Linked DNA regions of Zea mays: region 1 is linked to region 2. The links are chromatin contacts, called in public Hi-C maps. All regions are on one chromosome and are shown on one strand. Each heading gives the region's core, a stretch centred on a gene start, on an enhancer-like site or on the middle of the called end of the contact. The rest is flanking DNA. Distances are from core to core; before and after follow the strand shown. Region 1 holds the start of LOC100286375 (40S ribosomal protein S10). Region 2 holds the start of LOC100192640.

Region 1 (4,343 bases), core at 686-3,185, 680 kb before region 2:
AAGGTCATTCCCAGCGAGATCAGATATCAAAACAGGGGGCAATAGCACCATCGATGCGAATGATGACTTGCTGCTTTAATAATTTAATGTAACAAAAAAAGGAGGATCACAAAACCATGTCAAGCCACGGCAACAGCTCGGTAAACCAAAATCTCATTGTCCTCAAAAGTTCAAAGATCAACAAACATGTGCCTATCCTGAATCAATTTTCCCGCTTAAGTTGATAGATCACTCCATGGAAGATCCACTGGCACCAAAAGCGCTGCCGCCACCACGGCCGAAGCCAGGTCTGCTACCCTGAAAAAAAAGAAGAGAAAACATTGGAGTCAGTTCACAAGCTATATTTGCTTGCATTAGCAGCAAGAGCACTGTTAGCAGTCCAGAAATGTTTAAGAAAATGCTGTATTTACAATGACTTGCCACATAGAGGTCAAAAAGAATATCCCACCTGCTTACCAACAGCAAACCACACTACCATAACTTATAAAGGCAGTTTGGAGTTTACCAGCACAAAGACATGAACATGCATGGATATACCAAAGGGGCTCAAGCGGATTACTACACACAAACTTAAGTACTCCCTCGGTTCAAATTATAAGACACTTTGACATTTCTAAATGCATCCCTTTTATTATGTAACTAGACATACTGTATATCCAAGTGCGTAGCAAAAACCACGAATCTAGAAAAAAAACATCTAATAATTTGGAAGAGAGCGGGAGTAACAAAGCTGGACAAGTTGTGCAAAAAATAAGCTTGTTTTCTTGAAACGAACTGGACATTTGTGAGTTAAGAAACCAATGTAAACAAAAAAATATGTGAGATGCGCGCAGTTTTCTAGAACTTACCCTAAAAGATGGCTGGAAATCCGCAGGAGCACTACCCTTCTCACCACCAAAATCACCCATTGCACCTCGTGGACCTCCTCTGTAACCATCCCTATCCCCAAACCTAGGTCTGTCTTCCCCAAAGCGAGGGGGACCCCTGTCAAATAAACATAATAGGTAAGTAACCATGGCTTCATGGTGAAACTCTACTAGCAATCCAGGAATATGATATAATGTACAAAAGTAAATGTAGAAGCCTTATGGCAATTTCAAAATTAGATGCATACGAAACAAAATTTGTAGGCTCTGGAACAATTCACAATGACTGTCAAAATAGCAGGCAGCAATGACGAGTTCAATTATCATCATGTGAAAATCTGGTGTCAGAATACAGAACTGCAAACAACTCTAGTGTGACAAATGTACCTGGGGCGGTCACCCGGTGGGCCAGAGCCAAAGGGACGGGACGGGGGCTTGGAGGACTTCTTGAGGGTGTTGGGCACAACCTCTGACGGCAGGTTGAGGAAGCTGCGGAGGTGCTCAATGCCATCGTTGGTGAGGTACCAGTAGTAGTACTGCCAGGAGAAGGTCTCCCTGACATACTCCTTGGACTTGAAGCTCTGCATGAGCTTAATCACCTCCAGGTTGGGCACGTCAAGCTTGGGGTGCTTGGCCAGGTTGTAGTCCTTCTTGGCATATAGAACCCCCTCTGCAACATAAAGTTGAACGGTTCTCAATCTAAGACAAGGACGGGCTTGGGTCGTACACGATCCGAATATTGCTAATGCTTGTAATGTCTGAATTGGTATCTAAATCTAATGAAATAATCTTATATTGGGCGCGCCTAGGGGGACGGGCGAAGAGGGAGGAGAAGGAGCTCACCATGGAAGATGTACTTGCAGATCTCGCGGCGGTTCTTCTTGGAGATGATCTGCGAACGGAGGAAGGGATGGAAATCACGTTAGAAGAAGCATTGGTAATGAACCAACAGACGAGGTAATGGAATCGATGAGAGGCGCTCACCATGGTGAATGAAGGACTCGCGGCGGCGACGGCGTGACGGCTGGGAGTGTTGGGCGGGGGTCGAGGAGCGGTGGCGCGGACAGAAAACCCTACATTTGTGGCGAGTTGGTATATAGGGAGAGGCGGACCTGGGCCGCACGGGTCCCTCTCTTCGTTACAGGTTGAAGTCGGCCCATTTCCATAAGACGTAGTAGGAAGTAAGCTGGGCTAGGCATTGGGCCTGTGAAATGCGGGAGGACATTCTCATCGGAATTCAGATTCAGATGTCGCTAGGGTAGGAGATAGATTAGTACTTAGAGCGACTTTAAAAAAACCCTAAACTAACCCCAAAATTAATATTAGAGAAATATTCGCTTTTTAATTAGTCTAACAGATCTTTTTTTATCCCGAAAACTTCACGTCCCTTATTTACAGCCTCATTTCCCTCATATTTGCTCGTCCCTCGTGTGGACGCCATCGACACCCGTCCTGTGACGCTAGCTACGAGCCTACGACGAGTGCAGGGGCCGAATGAATGGAGGTAGCTGGATGGAGGGAGACAAGACAGCTACATTAGGTAGCCGGACATACACTAACTTTAAAAAATACAGAAACATATGTAATATATATATATATATATATATATATATATATATATATATATTCGTCTGAAATAGCAATGTTCATTTGTAGAATTCTCTTATAATAATTTCTTTTCATGATACCCCACTATTCTGTCTCGTATAAGGACTCAATGTCTTTGGATAGAACCACAATATTTCTTTTTATCATCGGACTCATCCGCGTCAGTTGTTTAATATTTTGCGGATTGCTGAAGTAACAGTTTCTTCCATCCCTAAAACTTTATTTTAGTATGTCCCTTGTGATCAGTTTTTTTTAAAAAAAAAATATCATTTCCTTTTGAAGTTGCTCTTACTGCTGCTTATATACTCGAGATGCATGGCTAGTCTAGTCGCATCGTACATGGGGCCTACACATCAACACATGTATGATGATGACAGGATGATTGGCAATGTTGTGATCGATGTGAAGACTGAAAAAAGAAAAAAAAAGATCAACTTTTGCTCCTGGTCAAGGAGCAAAGAGATGCAAAGTATGCAGACCACACAACAAGTAGTCGACAGTGACGGCGTTTAACTGAAACAGCCAGCGAGGCGTGTACGTGATCGATCGACGCAAAGAAAAGCTTTACTTTCTGGAGCTAGTCATGGGCCGCGGCCTAGTACTTGCAGCTTCAGTTTCTCCTCCACATCCGTCACCTCGCTCCGCGTCGCTTTCAGATAGGATAGGAGACAGTGCGTGCTACTTTGAACTCAGTTTGTGTCTGCATCAATCGATGACTGGATGGATGAGAACCAACTGTACGTCTAAATAGAGATGCAAACGGACCGTTCGGCCTAAGCCCGTTAAAGTCCGGCTCATTTTAAATTCGACCCACTGGGCACGGTTAGAAAAACGGATCAGATCAGGCCATTTAAACCTGCGGGCTCGTTTTTCTGTCCGAGTCCGGCCCGCAACGGGTCTAAACGGGCCGGACCGGTAAGCACGAAAAAAGCGGGCAAAAACGTGCTTAGCGGACCACTAAGCATGGTTTAGTGCAAAAAGCGAGCTTGACAGACTTAGAGTTAAACGGATCGTGCCGGGCCAGCCCGCCGTGCTTAGTTTTCTGTCTGGACCTGGCCTGCTTATTCCTGCCAAGCCGACCCGGGTCCGTATAAAACCGAATCGTACCGGGCTCATGGGCCTCGTACTTATTGGCCATCTATACGTCTGATCGACTATCGATCCAAGTGCATGTGTGTTTCATTTGGGTTGTTGCCGCTGCTGCTTCTTCAAGTGGAGTATTCTTAAGCAGACTGATACAACATAATAACCAGATAGAAAAGGACGACTCAAAGGCTGGATTTTATTAGTGTGTGTTTGGTTTTAGGTTAAAGTAGGATGAGACGAGAATAACATCGTTTGCTCGATTTTTTAGGATCACGTCGCCAAAAAAAATACTTCGCTGTTTACTTTATCATCGTATGACTCTCATTTAAACATTATAGTGGGAAAGCTCGAGGAAGAAATTTGGACAAAAGCTGCTGCCGCTGCTTCTAACAAACACAGACTAGACTAGCCAGCAGGGAAGGCAACCACCAGTCCAGGTGTGATGGATATAGATATGTGTGTCGCTATTGCCTGCCTGCACGTTCACCACCGTGCCTCGACGACTTCTTCCCGTCCAGCGCGTGCATCTCGAGCCCATGGTTTAGAGACTGAAAGACGCCTTTAAACTGTCGACGATTCAGACTGAAAATGGCTGGAGCTCTCCTCCTCTCGTCTTGAAGCTGGGAGGAAAGTCATCGTCGTCTTCGTGGTTGCAAGACTTGTCAAATGCCAAATACAGTCGACCTCCACGTCGGCTAGGTTCCAAGTGTAAATTAAGGCCCTGTTTGGTTTCCTTAGCTAGACTAAATTTTAGTGACTAAAGTTTAGTCGCTAAGGTACCTC
Region 2 (3,738 bases), core at 1,092-3,591:
TGTTGTTGTCCTACTTTGGTATATGCAAATATGTATGATATCAGTTGTGTTCCTTTCTTGTGTTTGTGAGAATAGACAAACATAACACTGTTGCGCGTATGTCGCAAGAGGTTCCTGAAGAGGAGGGCGCACAAAGCGCGCCTCCTGTTATAGTAATAATAATATAGAGAGATAGGTGACCTATGTCATATAATTCACTTTATTTTACCAGGAAATATAGAAGAAAGCAAAGTTTATATTTCAATCCTCCAAGGGCTTCACATCTAGATACACAGGTATTAGTCGACCAGACAAATATTATATATGTTTGAGTTGAATCCATTGTCGAGTCATTTTTTTTTGGCCACGTCTACTACGTTGCATAGAAGTTTTTCATGTTTTTGATCAAAATTAGCGGTTGTTACGGACTTGTGGATCCAAATTAAGGCTTAAACCAAATTTCAACCTTAATAACCTTCTCATCAATTTATGTAAAACCCTGAAGATACATTGAAGGGGAGAAGGTCCTTGTTTTTAATTGTGTTGTCTCGCTTTGATGTCTTTCAAGAATTAAAACGAGTGACCAACAATACATAGGGGTGGTAATGGATCGTGAACCAAATGCTTCTTCACAAAATAGTAGGGCACTAAATAAATTTTAGTTCAAAAATGAATAGAAATAGGACCCGATCCTAATCCGATCCGATCATTAAATTTTATAGTGTAAAATTTGGAGCACATTATCAACCCTAACAATACACCCATCTATGGTCTTAAAAGTTCTATGATTGCTTCTTGTACACATTCTAGATCATCTTTATTCAGATCATACTTAAATTGTGGCCATTATTAAAAAAAGGTGCCTATCCTATAGGTTCACATTTTTTTCTTAATTATGCTTGAACTGAGATTTAGTGTTTAAGAAGAGATGCCAAGCTACTGGTGATCGATTGCCAAGTGATCTCAAGCAACTGGGAGTGCATGGCCATGGTGAAATCTTCATCACCACGATACCTCCACATCTCTTTATTATTCCACTTTTACTTGCCCACAACTTTTCAACTCTGATCAACCCAACTCCTTATGATTTGATCAGGAAGAAGATCCCCTTGCCAGTTTGGTAAAGGATATCATGGGAGTTAGGAGGATTTCGTTTATCACGAATCTGTATCTAGAGGAAGAAGCTCCAATAGAGAACATCGACGCTACTGTTTTTGAAATAGACATTTCTTTTAGAATACCTCTTCAAATACATATCTTTTCCGGAGTGATCTCATCAAGATTGGATAGGGAAATAAAAATGGGTTGAGGCAAAAGGAGGGGGGCATGGGATGGGTGTAGTCTTTATTTATCTATCCCTATCTTCAATTCAATTGTCCAAACATGGAATCAAATTATCCCACCCTTATTTCCCACTTCCCAAATTGAAGGCCATGTTGACCTAGAAAAATTTGGGCATAATCTGTTGTTAAACTCTACCAATGTATTGAAAGAAAATGAGTTCCCTAAAAATATCAAAAGCGGATCGCATTTTGAATAAAATGAATGCAACTAAAACGGGCAACAAAAAAGGCTTAAACACGGGATCAAAATACTTAGAACAAGCTTTTGAAAATAAATATTGTATGTTGGTGGCAACAAGTCGTTTTACAACAATTATAAAACGATACATAAAATGCTAACAAAAAACTAGATAGACCCACACAACATACAATTGTTTGTGCGTAACACAGCTAGGTTGGGCATGTTAGCCGGGACCAACTTTGGAGATGTCGTAGTGCTCGCTGAGCTTAGCCAGGTACTGGTTGAAGTCCTGCATGCGGTCCCTGTGTGACTTATTGGCGAATTTGGCCATCTTTTGCATGTCGATCTTATGCTTCTGTTCCATATAGCGGCGCTCTGCTGGTGTGAGATGGTCATAGTTAGGATGTGGATTCCCTTCATCTCCATTCTTATCAGATTCAGTCTGAGACGACTCCTCACGCTGGTACTTCTTCTTTTTCTTTACTCCACCATCTTTCACGTCTAGCGCTTTACTCTTCAGCTTCAGTCATCTCCCCCAACGACGTTTTGGTATCCTAACATCTTGGTGTAACAAAGAAATCGAGTAAAGTTGTAGAGATACTACCGTTGAACACGAGAGACGGAACTGCGGATGTTGTATCATAGAGACTGAACCGAAGTGATTGCACGATAAATATATATTACCTAGTCACACGGGATTGAAGCGTCCAGAGTCCGTGTCCGAGCTCCTGTTCCACGCAGTGTCCGTGTTCGTGTCCGAGTCCGAGCTCCTGTTCCAAGCGATTTTTGGCCGTTGAGCACTCGCCGCTGGGTCCTGGCGCATTGTGCAGTTCAGTCTTGTGGTTGTGGGGAACAGTATTTGTCCGAGGCCCATCCTCGCGCGGTGCTCCCGTGCAAGGGCAGGTTCTCTCCTGCGGGCTGCGGTGCTGTGCGGCGGTCGCCAAACTCGTCGTGCTGCGGCGGTCGCCATCCTCGTCATGCTGCGGCGGTCGCCAAACTCGTCGTGCCTGCAGTCGGATTTGGCTCCACGAGTACGACTACGTCTCGCCCCTCATCCATCTGCTCCCTGCGGCCATGTGGAATCCCCTCCTCTTCCCTCTCCAAAAAATCTGCGACCGGTCTTCTCACCGTTGAGCACTCGCACAGCGCCGTCGTCCTGCTGCTGCTGTTCCAGGTCATCGTGTAGGTACCGCCAACCACCTATATCTGGCCTTCGACAGCGGATTTCATTTCCCCTCTCTCGGTTCTATAGGGCCTAGCTGCGAGGGGCTCCTGTTCCCTCTGGAATCCATCGCCGAGCCCCCAGTGTATAGGGCTAGCCAACGTATAGTTTCTCTGCTCCGATCTGCTCACCGATTGTTCGCCATTTTTTTTGTGTCCTTTGTAGGGCTCTTCTGCTGCGGATCGGGCCAAAGCGCGGTAGTCTGGAACGTGTGTTGCTTTTATCGTGTGCAACGTTCGTAGGTGAGCTGCCCGTTCGAGCGTCGTGGTTCTGAGTGTTCCATGTCGTCAATGCTCTACTCCGTGCTCTGGCCATGTAGGTTTTCCCGTCTTTGTTTCTATATGGTTGTCATTTTTGGCCTCGGTGTCTTCTATATGGTTTCGATAAATTAATTGGTTTACTGGCGCTTTCACTCATCTTTGCCCGTGCTGAAAAATGGTCTGATTTGCATCCGTGAATCTCTAATCAGGTTATGTGCAGATTCTTAGAAAACAGTGAAGTTGGAAATATTGGGAGAGTTATGTTGCCAATAGCAGATGCCTACACTCAGCGCAGTTGGCGGTGGGCAAGTCCAAAGAGGCCGACGAAGCGGTGGCCCTGAAGCTGGAGAGCCGAGCTGCGCGCGCCACGAACCCTGGCTGCAGAATATAACCGAGTTATTATCGAAGAAGCGAGGAGAGACACAGTGGGATGAGCGGCGGCACTGTCATTGTCGCCGCTTCCTTCACCATGTACCATGTCATTTTGTCGAACGCAGCGGTTGCTTTTTCTCAACGTGGAGAAGGCGATGCCTAGGTTCTAGAATAATATAGTAACATATAGGACCGAGTCGTCCATTCCTGTTATAGGAAAGAAAAATGTGAAGCATCTTTGGCCATTGGAACGTGATCACGCGGCAAGGAAAAAGATCCAAGCGCCGCCTCTCCCTCCCACAGCTATTGATCCAAACGCGCTCGACCTCTGGAAGCATCGTGATGTCGACGTGCGGAGTTGTCGAGAGGCTATACAGGATA

The links. Hi-C and Micro-C count contacts between places; a contact is called where the count stands out from the background.
Region 1: a contact with region 2 is called in a Hi-C map of tassel, with 2.4 times the contacts expected there. The contact joins the promoter of LOC100286375 here to the promoter of LOC100192640 in region 2. A contact is called at or near these places in 2 of 25 Hi-C or Micro-C datasets (ear and tassel).

What each region holds. Positions count from the first base shown.
Region 1 is chr3:148,500,422-148,504,764 of Zm-B73-REFERENCE-NAM-5.0, reverse strand. LOC100286375 (40S ribosomal protein S10) reads right to left here and starts at 1,935. Exons shown (of 5, transcript NM_001159262.2): 1 at 1,851-1,935; 2 at 1,710-1,758; 3 at 1,254-1,536; 4 at 849-984; 5 at 53-297. The coding sequence starts at 1,853. The coding sequence ends at 229.
Region 2 is chr3:147,822,932-147,826,669 of Zm-B73-REFERENCE-NAM-5.0, reverse strand. It overlaps LOC100192640, which reads left to right and starts at 2,341. Exons shown (of 1, transcript NM_001137854.1): 1 at 2,341-3,601. The coding sequence starts at 2,481. The coding sequence ends at 2,762.